Linked DNA regions of Hordeum vulgare: region 1 is linked to region 2. A link is a contact called in public Hi-C data. All regions are on one chromosome and are shown on one strand. Each heading gives the region's core, a stretch centred on a gene start, on an enhancer-like site or on the middle of the called end of the contact. The rest is flanking DNA. Distances are from core to core; before and after follow the strand shown.

Region 1 (6,315 bases), core at 1,952-4,451, 500 kb before region 2:
TATAGGATGACCTCATTTGATTACCGGAAGGTTTTCGGAGTTACCGGGAATGTACCGGGAATGACGAATGGGTTCCGGGAGTTCACCGGGGGGGGGGGGGGGGCAACCCACCCCGGGGAAGCCCATAGGCCTTTGGGGAGACACACCAGCCCTTAGTGGGCTGGTGGGACAGCCCACAAGTGCCCTATGTGCCAAGGAGAAGAAAATCAAGAGAGAAAGAAAAAAAAAAGGAGGAGGTGGGAAGGAAGGGGGACTCCCTCCCACCAAACCTAGTCCAACTCGGTTTGGGGGGGGGAGAGTCCTCCCCCTTGGACTCGGCCGACCCCCTTGGGGCTCCTTGAGCCCCATGCAAGGCCCCCTCCCTCCCACCTATATATACGGAGGTTTTAGGGCTGATTTGAGACGACTTTTCCACGGCAGCCCGACCACATACCTCCACGGTTTTTCCCTCTAGATCGCGTTTCTGCGGAGCTCGGGCGGAGCCCTGCTGAGACAAGGTCATCACCAACCTCCGGAGCGCCGTCACGCTGCCGGAGAACTCTTCTACCTCTTCGTCTCTCTTGCTGGATCAAGAAGGCCGAGATCATCGTCGAGCTGTACGTGTGCTGAACGCGGAGGTGCCGTCCGTTCGGTACTAGATCGTGGGACTGATCGCGGGATTGTTCGCGGGGCGGATCGAGGGACGTGAGGACGTTCTACTACATCAACCGCGTTATCTAACGCTTCTGCTGTACGGTCTACAAGGGTACGTAGATCACTCACCCCCTCTCGTAGATGGACATCACCATGATAGGTCTTCGTGCGCGTAGGAAATTTTTTGTTTCCCATGCGACGTTTCCCAACAGATCATGCGCATTAGATGTCATTGATAACGGGATCACATCATTGGGAGAATGATGTGATGGACAAGGCCCAATCCTAAGCATAGCACTAGATCGTATTGTTCGTATGTTAAAGCTTTTCTAATGTCAAGTGTCTTTTCCTTCGACCATGAGATTGTGCAACTCCCGGATACCGTAGGAGTGCTTTGGGTGTATCAAACGTCACAACGTAACTGGGTGACTATAAAGGTGCACTACGGGTACCTCTGAAAGTGTCTGTTGTGTTGGTACGAATCGAGATCGGGATTTGTCACTCCGTGTGACGGAGAGGTATCTCTGGGCCCACTCGGTAGAACATCATCACGAGCTCAATGTGACTAAGGAGTTAGTCATAGGATGACGTGCTACGAAACGAGTAAAGAGACTTACCGGTAACGAGATTGAACAAGGTATAGGCATACCGACGATCGAATCTCGGGCAAGTTCTATACCGACAGACAAAGGGAATTGTATATGCGATTGATTGAATCCTTGACATCGTGGTTCATCCGATGAGATCATCGTGGAACATGTGGGAGCCACCATGAGTATCCAGATCCCGTTGATGGTTATTGGCCGGAGAGTGTCTCGGTCATGTCTGCATGCCTCCCGAACCCGTAGGGTCTACACACTTAAGGTTCAATGACGCTAGGGTTATAGGGAATTGTTATACGAGGTTACCGAAGGATGTTCGGAGTCTCGGATGAGATCCCGGACGTCACGAGGAGCTCCGGAATGGTCCGGAGGTAAAGATTGATATATAGGATGGATGGGTATGGACGCCGGAAATGTTTCGGGCACCACCGACAAAGTGTCGGGACCACCAGAAGGGTTCCGGAGGCCCACCGGGAGGGGCCACAAGCCCCGGAGGGCTACATGGGCCAAGTGCGGGAGGGAACCAGCCCCTAGGTGGGCTGGTGTGCCCCCCACACCCAGCCCATGCGCACCAGAGAGGGAGGGAGGGGAAACCCTAGGCGTTGGTGGGCCTAAGGCCCACCTAGGGGTGCGCCCCCCCTCTCCCTGCCCTGGCCGCCGCCCCTCTCCCATCTAGGCAGCCGCACCACCTAGGGTGGGAACCCTAGGGGTGGCGCACCCCCTCCCCTCCTCCTATATATAGGGAGGGTTTTGGGGCTGTTTTGCACATAGTTTTCCCTCTCCTCGGCGCAGCCCTGCTCCTCCTTCCTCCTCTCCTACGGTGCTTGGCGAAGCCGTGCCGGGAGAGCTCGTCTCTCCATCGACACCATGCTGCCGTGCTGCCGGAGATCTTCCCCAACCTCTCCCTCCTCTTTGCTGGATCAAGGTGCGGGAGACGTCACCGAGCTGCACGTGTGTTGAACGCGGAGGTGCCGTGGTTCGGCACTAGATCGGAATCACACCGCGATCTGAATCGCCGCGAGTACGACTCCATCAACCGCGTTCTAGCAACGCTTCCGCTTAGGGATCTTCAAAGGTACGAAGATGCACTCACCCCTCTCTCGTTGCACGTCTCTCCATAGAAAGATCTGAACATGGCGTAGGAAAATTTTGAATTTATGCTACATTATCCAACACCTATCCCTATAAACACTTTTGAGAGACTGGACCAACATATTGTCTTGAAATTTATGAAGTCATCGTAAACACCTCGTCGTTGAGAGGAACCTCTTCTTCCACTGAATGCGCATCGTCGAAAATCCTGAAATAAGTTTAGAAATAAATGCGAGCAAGACTTGAACCCCGGTGACTTGATGGGCTGAGCATACCACAATCCGTCGAACCATCCAATCAGAGATTGATTCATATTTCTAATTAAGAGATGATCTCTTAGCAAAAATGCACATATTTAGAAATATCAAAATATTAAAGATAAGACTAGAAAACTACTCCCTTTGTCTTCTTATAAGTGTCCCAAGTTTAATATAATTTTATACAAAAATTAGTACTCTCTTCGTCCAAAAATACTTGTTAGAGAAATCGATGTATCTAGATGTATTTTAGTTCTAAATACATTTATTCCTATTTATTTTTATAACAACTAATTTCGAACAGAGAAAATATAAAATTAAGACAGTTATTTGAGACTAAGGAAGCCTATTATGCATGAACTTTTTGTCTTATTTTAGTTACATGCCCTAATTTGTACGGGAGTCCTAATCCTTTCCACCGCATCGGGACCCGCTGCCCATGCCCCACCGTGTCAGCCTCCCAGCCCCCTCGCACTCAGCCCACCACCTCAGCGAGCTCCGCTAGATATTTTCCGACATGGCGAGCTCACTGCCCAACCGGTCCCACGTCCTCGGCCCCGCCACCTCAGCGAAATCATAGCGCGGCACGTGGAAAGAGAAGGCCGCGCCCGGCCTCGCTGTTGGGCATGGCGCACGGGATCGGTCCTCTCCCTCGCTTTCTCCCGTACCCTCGCAGTCGCAGCCTCGTTTCGGATTGCATTTGCATAAGCTAAGCGCGCGGCGATAAGAAGCGGCAGAACCCTCTCGCTCTCCCGCCGTTTGACCCGCCTCCCTCCGGCATCGCGGGGTTCTCTGCTCGGGTTGCTTGCTGGGCGCTGGACATGAAGGACGGAGGGGCGAGGCAGCACTGGCCGTGCGACTACTGCGGGGAGGCGGCGGCGGCGCTGCACTGCCGCGCGGACGCGGCGCGGCTCTGCGTGGCGTGCGACCGCCACGTGCACGCCGCCAACGCGCTCTCCCGGAAGCACGTGCGCGCGCCGCTCTGCGCCGGGTGCGCGGCCCGCCCGGCCGCGGCGCGCGTGGCGGCTGGGGGAGGCGAGCCGGCGTTCCTCTGCGTGGACTGCGACGGCGGGTGCGAAGGCGCGGCGCGCGTGCCCGTGGAGGGGTTCGCGGGCTGCCCCGCGGCGGCCGAGCTCGCCGCGTCGTGGGGCGTCGACCTCCTCCCTGGCGGCGGTGGCGCCGCCGCGTTCGGTTGCGGCCTCGGCACTGGCGCCGGCCAGGAGGATGAGGACGCCTTCTTCTTCTCGTCCTTGGACTACTCCATGCTGGTTGACCCCGAGATGCGCGACCTCTACGTGCCCTGCAACCCGCCGGAGGTGGCTGTCTCGGCAGGCGGCGGTCGGCCCCTCAAGGGGGAAGCGCTGTGCGACCAGCTCGCGGAGATGGCGCGGCGAGAGACGGACACGTCGCAGCCGCAGGGGTACTCGGATCTGAGCCCCAGGACTCCTCGCCGGTCCTCCGCCGGGTCTAGCGGGCGCTTGCCTGACAAGCAGCCTCCCCCGCCGCTGCCTCCTGCTCCAGAGGTGCCGTGTCCGTACACGTCCCTGCTGATGATGCCGTCAGCCCACTGCGCCGAGCTTGTCGGCAACGACCGGCTCCCTGATGACGACGAAGAACAACTTCGATGGGAGTTCGCCCCACCCTCATCAGTGCCACCCACCCAGGTAAAAAACATGAGAATAATACTATTGTGCAAACAAATAAATCAATTGTGGGTATTCACTATTCAGACAATTCACATGTAATTGTATTACTAATCAAATGTTTTGTGCGTGTCTTTATGAGTGTCTAAATTAGTTGCATTGCCTTCAGGTAGCCGCATCGTGCTAGCCCGACACACATTAACATCACATGTTTTCTGGGAATGCATTAACACTACACGGTCACGAGAAATGTTCTGATCTTAATTTCCTGAGCAAACAACAATAGATCATCAAACAAGTTTGTTGAAGGCTACATGGTCGCTGCCACTTTGTGCAGTTCCCGGTTAATCCATTGATCAATCAGATCATGGAATGCAATCATGATCTCTGGTCATAGGTCATGGAAAACCTATTTGGCTTTCAGATGAATAATAAGGTGCCAGTTCCAAAGTCATCAGAGTTTAGTTTCCATTCCTTTGTACGTGACTCCTGTGGTTCTCAGGGACTATCCAGCTCTAGTTTTGCCCTAGATTTTGTCAGCCAGACAAGTGATTGGTTTCACTTGTTTTGAGTAGAATTTTTTTTACACTTTATTCGCTCACCATTTATGGTACGGGTCTTTCAACTTGAAAGGGCAGTAGAATGCAGTTGCCATGGAGGTTCATGGATCCATTTTTTTAGGACATTGAATGCGCATGTTGGCTGATAATGAATGGTGTATTCTCATTTACCAGTAGTGCAAATTAGACCGGAATTTCTGAGCTGGTGTTGCTATCGCGATATGAAAAAGTGTATCTTGTATGATTTGCCATGTTACTAGATTCTTTAGAGTGTTTGACTTTTTGAACAGGGAATAGATCACCTAATAGGTGGAAATCAGATCAAAGATCTTGATGAATTGATGGCAAACACCATTTATTCAATCTGCCAACTACATCGACATTGCTGTCTATACAGTTTTAATTCACCCGATAATAGTATTCGGTACGCCTAAGTTTGCTTGTAGGGTTTGCATTGGCAAAAGGATAGGTTTGAAGGAATCACTTTCTTATAATTGGATATGCTTTAAAGTCTTCTAACTTTCCTCAATCTTACTCTGGAATGTGCTTATTGTTGAAAGCCCTAACAGTTCAGTACTTGCTATCTGCAGATATGGGATTTCAATTTAGGAAGATCAAGGAACCACAATGAAAAATCTGCACATGAAGTTGGATTTGGTTCAAACAATGGAGGCTTTATGATCAAGAGTTACAGTGACATGCTCAAGGAAATTTCTTGTGGGACAACGAAAGATCTGGAAGATATTTACGACTCAGGATACGGTGCAGCTGCTGAAGATATCATGTCAACAAATATCTGCCAGGTGCCATCCAAAAATGTAAGTTATTTCTCCCTATGCCTATAAAGCACGTTCAGTATGCAGAGGCCGAGGGTGTTCGCCCTCTTTTTGAAAGAAAAAAAAACCACGGCATAATAAAGTGCGTAATATGACACACCACGATGGTGCTAATAGCCCGTGAATTTGAATCGACAAGATCTCATATGCATCATGCAATTTTTTACTAATATTTTGTATGCAGTGCTATAACCTCATAACTAGCAGAAAAGTCGAGCATGACTGCTCTGCTAGGATATGCCTTATTTACAAACGCAAGGAGTCCTCTAGTTTGCAGTCAGCGCTTATTGGTTTTTATTCCTATGTGCATTAGTAGATAGATACCAGGCAATTAGTTAGGGGTAATTTTAGTATCTGTTGGTCAAAATTTAATGTTGACAAGATACTGAAAAGGAACTGCTCGACCTTTTTTTTTTTTTTTTTGAAAAGGAGGCTTACCTCCGGTCTCTGCATCAATAAGATGCATACGGCCCCAGGAACTGCTTGACCTGAATCGTGCTTAAAATGATACTGACATCCCATCTGCGCACTGTCGTTTCTCTTGGCTATTAACTTTCCAGTTGACAATGTAACAGATCTTTCACTGATGTTGATGTGCCACTTTCTCTTGAATGCGTTCAGGCTGCTGTGTTCCTAATTCAGTCTTATCTTCTTTTTTGGGGGGCAAAAAAAAAATCTTATTTTTGAAGTGT
Region 2 (5,973 bases), core at 2,819-5,318:
TATATAATCTGGATTCAACTCTTATTATCAGGCTACCAGCTCCATTACATTCCAAGCATAGAGTTCCTCGTTGTGCAAGTTCACTTCCACATGAGACACACTGAGCTTTCGGGCCAACATTTGTGTCACTGGTCTTGCTTTCTTCTTTCACTATATTAGAGGGAGAAACAGTGGGAGACAGAGTGACCTTTTGCCGCATGAACGTCTGTCTCATTATACACAAGGGAAATAAGATAAGATAAGGGATAGAGAAAACAAAAGGTGGTTAATGTGATTATATAGACTAAATCCTTTGGGGGGAAAGGAAAATATTTCTCTGCGCATGCCATGGTACTCTTCAAGTTAAGGTATGCACTAAATGATGAATTACCTGTGCTGTGTCCTGATCTCAAACTTAGGCAACCCACTTAGTTTTTTTTAGGGGAAAAGGAAGAGAGAGAGATTTACTCAGGACGTAAGTTGTCCATACAGACTATATGGTCAAAACCAGGTGGGTCACTTGCTAAACACTAAAAGTCTCCATGTACTCTAGCATGTCATGCCGGCTTGTAGGCTGCCTTATTTCTCCCTCTTTCAATCTTCCTCACTTCCTTAGGCAGCCCGCTTGGTTATAGATATAGTGATTAAGTGATAACATGAAACATGAGGACACACTATGTGCATGATTCCTTAGGTGTAAGGCTAAAAGCTAAGGGGAAAAGTTATAGCTTGAAGTTGCAACTTGCAAGCAAGTAAGGACTAGTACATATAAAGCACATTTGTGTTTTGGGGCCAATATCAGAATAACCTTTAGTTTTCTTCAATATATAAAGGATAAGTAGTCAACTAGTCGTAATATTTTGTACCTTGGTTCCAGACGGCATGTCAGTTAAGTCGTAGTTGCAGAAGAATGTATGGAGTGGGGTCTTCTCAGGGTTGCTCACAACCTGATGAGGCAATTGTTTAACTCAAGATGGGAGCGCATACAACAACTCAATACAATTTCAAATAGTAGCTTAAATATGCATACAAATACACCAGGTGCTGCGAGAAAAGGAAACCTAGCCATTTGAAACAGGTCAAGAAAGTATACAGAGTTGTTTGTTGAAGCAAAAGCAATGACATATATGTATCTTCATTATTATAAAGCTAACTAGATAGAGAAAAGATGGGGTGGTTAATATAGACAAAGTATTTGCAACACAAAATGCACAAGAACAAATATGATCATGAGCTAAGGGTCAAGCAATTCAGTACCAGTTGTATGCGCCCCTTAGCAGGGATGCGTAAGCGACTCTTTGCTGATCTTGAATCATTGTTACTAAGGCTTCTTTGGAGTTTTGGGCTATTGTTGTTGGTTGCACTTGTGGACAATCTACCAGCAAGATCAATAGAAGAATAGTACAATAAGGAGCTATCCTCGTCGATACTTGCTACTGCAAATGGAAGTTTCTGAGTTGGGGGAGAGAAGCTACCACCAACAATATTCAGGACAGCTAAGAAACCATCAATTGTCTGCATCCACAGGAGAATTAAGGAATCAAATTCAACAGTCAATACCCTGGAATTGTAGTATATACTAGATGATAAACAGAAATAAATACTAGACCTGATTATCTTTTCCATAAGAAAGTCGGCCAGACAAAAGGGATTCCTCAAAGGAGACAACTAGTGACCTCCTTGCAGGGAGACTCAAACTCCGTCCATAACCAAGTCCATAACCAACTCGCGGAGACGTAGGTGAAGATTCAGAACCCCAGTTTTGATATCTTCTACATGAACTTCTCTTAGGGGTCATAGTATCATATTCATCATGTAATCTGTCAGTTTCCTCTAACACATCTAGCATCCTAATTCCATCAAATCCTCCCTGTTCCTTCAAATCTAGGAAATCATTTTCAATGTCTTTCATTACATGCCTTGGAGATTCTGTAGTCTTGACTTTATGAATGCGTCTAGGGCTGAGAGGAGATAATGAGAGTGGAGAGTGTGCTAATTTTGCACTGGCAGCTAGATGATCATAATAGGATAATGACTCCTTGTTCCCAAGTAAAGGGCCATCAGTGAAATGATTAGAATTAATCCTATTGACATCAAATTCTGAAGTCCGACTGGACCATCTAGGGGTCGGACATGCCTGTGACTCAAAACAACTGAGGCTTCCGGTGTTTACCATTTTATTACCTGGCTCGGAATGCTGAAACCTAGCATCAGCAGAAGCAATATTCAGTAAATCACCATGGAACTTTCTAGAGAGCACATTTTTCAATGGAGACAGCAGTCTTTTCCTTGCCTGAAGTTCATGCTGATCAAATGGTGAACCACAATTATGACTGGCCACAGATGGACAGATTGTATCCAATTGTGCTGTATCAGGACCTCCAATACAGTTTGATTCAAAGCCCACAATCCTTGTTGTCGGCATATGGACAGCAGGCTGCTGCAATTTTTGAGAAGATCTAGAATTTGCATCTCTAAAATCATCAATTCTGAATCCTTGGAAGTCTGCGGGTCCATCAAACGCATGGCTGTCTCTAAAATACCCGTTTGATTCATCTGGGGAACCTGATGCAGTCTGTCTAGTGAAATTGCCAATCGATCGATATGAAACCTTGCCATTTGAGCATTCTCGAGGAAGCCCATCCAAATCGCAGGCACCAACACCGTTGATACGTGAGGGGCTTGACACAGGCGTCCTCGATCCTGTAGAAACATCCTCCTTGACTGAAGAAACTTGGGGTAAACCCATGGCAACCAATCTCTGATACTCAGCGAGAAGGAAGACCCCCAATTTGTAATTGCTACTGCGGTACACCTATCCAGTTCCTTTCAACGGCCCTCTTAGTATCTTGCCATTTCAGTGTCCAAATCAATGCATAGACAAACCATCAATTGGAACCAATCACCACCGGAAGGGCAGAACCACACCAGCATTTCCGACTCGGACCCATTGGAAGCAAGGTTACCATCTTGCCACTACTAATCATGCCCCCCTGGCTACCACGGCAACTGGAGATGACACATAACTTGGAGCCTGAGCAAGCAACCAGGGACCTAGGACGAACCATGCGAGGAGATCACCTCACAGCCCTGCAGAAACGAATCGAAGAGCATTGATTAGAGGCTCAATTGATCCTATCACATGACTAAACCCACGAATAGAAGGGAGTTCAATTAATCCCACTACATGACCAAGATAAGCTCAATCAATACTACCTGACGGTTACTATATTTAGCTCTCAGGAGAAACAAAGTAGTCAGTTTCTACAGCTTCCGCCTAATGCATAGAAATAGCAAGTTCCCAACCAATGATTGCGCATCCATCACAATGCTATCTACTCCACTCCATACTGCCCAAACAAGGCGCAAATGAAGACGCGGTCAGCCAATCGCCGAGCAAACAGGCGTGCATGGGCTAAACCTCGAAACTACCGAAATCGGGAGCACGGAAGCGGCCGAAATCCGGAGCACGAGAGGCCCAAATTTGGGGGCGGATTGCGGAACCGTCACCGATCGAAATGGAGCAGCAAATTTCCCACCGATAAACGGGCAGAGCCCACCGCAGCAACGGGAATCGCAGAAATACAAGCCGGCGACAAAGGGGTACCTGCATATCCATCCATGGATTAATCAGCAGCGGAACGGCCCGCGCCGCCGAATCGAATCGGGGTCCTCCGAGATTGACGGCCGCTTCGATCCGATTCCGTCCACCGGGAACCAACCCGCGCCTCAATCGCTCCGGGCGGTTTCCGCCGGGCTCTCGACGTCCACCTCCGCCGAACCTTCTCCTCTTGTGGCTGCTCTTCTTCTCTCCCCTCCCCTCTCTCTCCTGCTGCTCGCTCCAATGGTGGTGGGTATGTATATAATTCCGGAAGCAACAAACCAAGGGTCCTTGATTAGGCGCTAGAAATGATATTTTCTGGAGGGGATACGCTGGGCTGAGTTAGTAGCAGCGGCAGCATCTGGATGTTTCCAATCAGCTCGGCTGTTTTGGTTTCGCTTTTGTTCTCGCTCGGTTGCTTCTTTTTTCTTTCAGAAGAAGAAGAGTGGATAGATAAAATGTTCTCGCGTCTTCCCACTTTTTTGTGGCTTATGCTTCTAACGTTCTGGCCCCTCACGTCTTGCAGATTCCGTTTTCTCAGAATCGTCTGGCGGTTGAGCTCAGCGGCGGTGGTTACTGTACCGACTTGTGTAACAAATTCTGTTGCTGCCCATACTACATTTTCCTTTTCTTTTGAGAAATAGTCCTGCATAGAGCTATTACAAAAGTTTGCCCAAGTATTACAAAACAAACCAAAAATAACAAAGCAAATCAACCCGTGGTTGGATGGTTAGGAGGACTGACGGAGCTAGAAAAATAGTTTGACGGGATCATGTACATGGCATTGGGTTCATCTTTCTAAAAATGTTACTTCTTCCATTTTTGAATATAAGTCTTTAAAAAAAATAGTAAAAAACTACATACGGATGTATATAAACATATATTAGAGTGTAGATTCATTTATTTTGCTCCGTGTGTAGTTTTCTAGTAAAAACTTTAAAAAAAATTATATTTACAAACGAAGAAAGTAATGATACAAGTACTAAACTAGTGAAGGATTTTCAAATTTCAGCTGACCCCAATGCCTATAAGGCAGCTCCATCCCTGCCTATAAAGAGTTAAAGACTAGTGCCATGGAGCCGTAGTACTCGCTGTTGAATCCTTAAACCGTTCTGAAGTGCCTGACATCAAATTTCGTCATTGCGAGAAGTAATTGTAAGCTCGCCGTCCTAAGAAAGCGGTAGAAACCTATGACAAGAATGTTTTTGACGGACAATATCGAGGAGAATCGAAACCCCGCACACGAAATAATTCTTTTGAACGGCCTACTTGTAGTTTGACAGAAGAAAAAGCAGACTATTCAAAACGGTGGACTTGGCCCACTGCTTGGGCGGCTAAGATCCGTACGTTCTACTTTGGCATATCAAATCTAAGACCGATCCGACTGAGAACCTGGTCCATTTCTTCCCAATGACACTCCCCTGTCCATGATTCATCATCTTTCTCTCGCTTCCTTCCTTTTCCTTTCCTCAGAACAGCTTTCTGGTAGTACCAGTGCACGCAAAAAAAAAAAGGGTACCTGAGCAATGGACTATTCATTGGATGATATAAGAATCTTTTACAGTACCGTGCAATAGAAGGCTCAATGGATCAAAGTAATGTTGAACACGACAGAAGATGACACTTGAGATTTGAATCGTGGCACAGGATTGTCCACTAGCGGAAACAGCGGCCAAAAGGGGGTGTGGATTGGGGACGAGAGAGAGAGAGAGCGGGCGTCTGATCCACAGCACCACCCACCAATGATGGGCTAGCGGGAATGATATTATCTAGAGATTAGACAAAGCAACGGTCGATCGCTATCTCATACGTGTGCCACAAATTCGGTAGTTTCCAGCGGAAGAATCATGCTCCATGATGAGGCCACAACGGCACAGCATGCAAGTTGCTTGGCATGTGGTGGAGCTCTCCTTTACGGGGCTCCGCTCCACCTGTTGCTTTCCGCGGATATACTATACCTGACAAGACTGTAGAATCAGCAACCCAGCCCTGACACATCATGAGCGACATCTAGGCGTCGGCCACAGGTGTCAATCTCTGAATCTCAGACTCAAGTATTGCCTACACGTGTGACTTCACCAGCATCCGCCACGGGAAGCATTTCAATGTTTCAGCTTTTTCTCTGGGATACTGATCGCACGAACGGATCGGCCTAAGCCAGAGCAAAATCGTGTGAACGCCTGTAATTCAGTTACATACATGTTATTGAGACATCCCTCAAATGTAAACCTCCAGAAGTTGCATGATTCAAATGTCTAGGGATGAACCATCAACTGGATGCAGCCATCCGACTGCCGCCGACAGATCGGAATCAACAATGCAGCATGCAGATCTACAAAATTAGCTCACACGAGTTGGAGGATACAATTATGCGATTCGGTACATCTTTTCTG

What was found. Hi-C and Micro-C count contacts between places; a contact is called where the count stands out from the background.
Region 1: a Hi-C map of seedling shows a contact between it and region 2, with 5 times the contacts expected there. The contact joins the promoter of LOC123411621 here to the promoter of LOC123409984 in region 2. A contact is called at or near these places in 4 of 6 Hi-C or Micro-C datasets (leaf, seedling and an unstated tissue) and 1 of 1 datasets of contacts at active chromatin or transcription factors (embryo).

Annotation. Positions count from the first base shown.
Region 1 is chr7H:212,785,956-212,792,270 of MorexV3_pseudomolecules_assembly, reverse strand. LOC123411621 (zinc finger protein CONSTANS-LIKE 14-like) reads left to right here and starts at 3,201. Exons shown (of 4, transcript XM_045104586.1): 1 at 3,201-4,248; 2 at 5,378-5,605. The coding sequence starts at 3,406.
Region 2 is chr7H:212,288,091-212,294,063 of MorexV3_pseudomolecules_assembly, reverse strand. LOC123409984 reads right to left here and starts at 4,068. Exons shown (of 7, transcript XM_045102851.1): 1 at 3,587-4,068; 2 at 1,589-3,069; 3 at 1,237-1,494; 4 at 846-926; 5 at 49-205. The coding sequence starts at 2,728. It overlaps LOC123409985 (pyruvate dehydrogenase E1 component subunit beta-1, mitochondrial), which reads right to left. Exons shown (of 14, transcript XM_045102852.1): 14 at 5,767-5,973.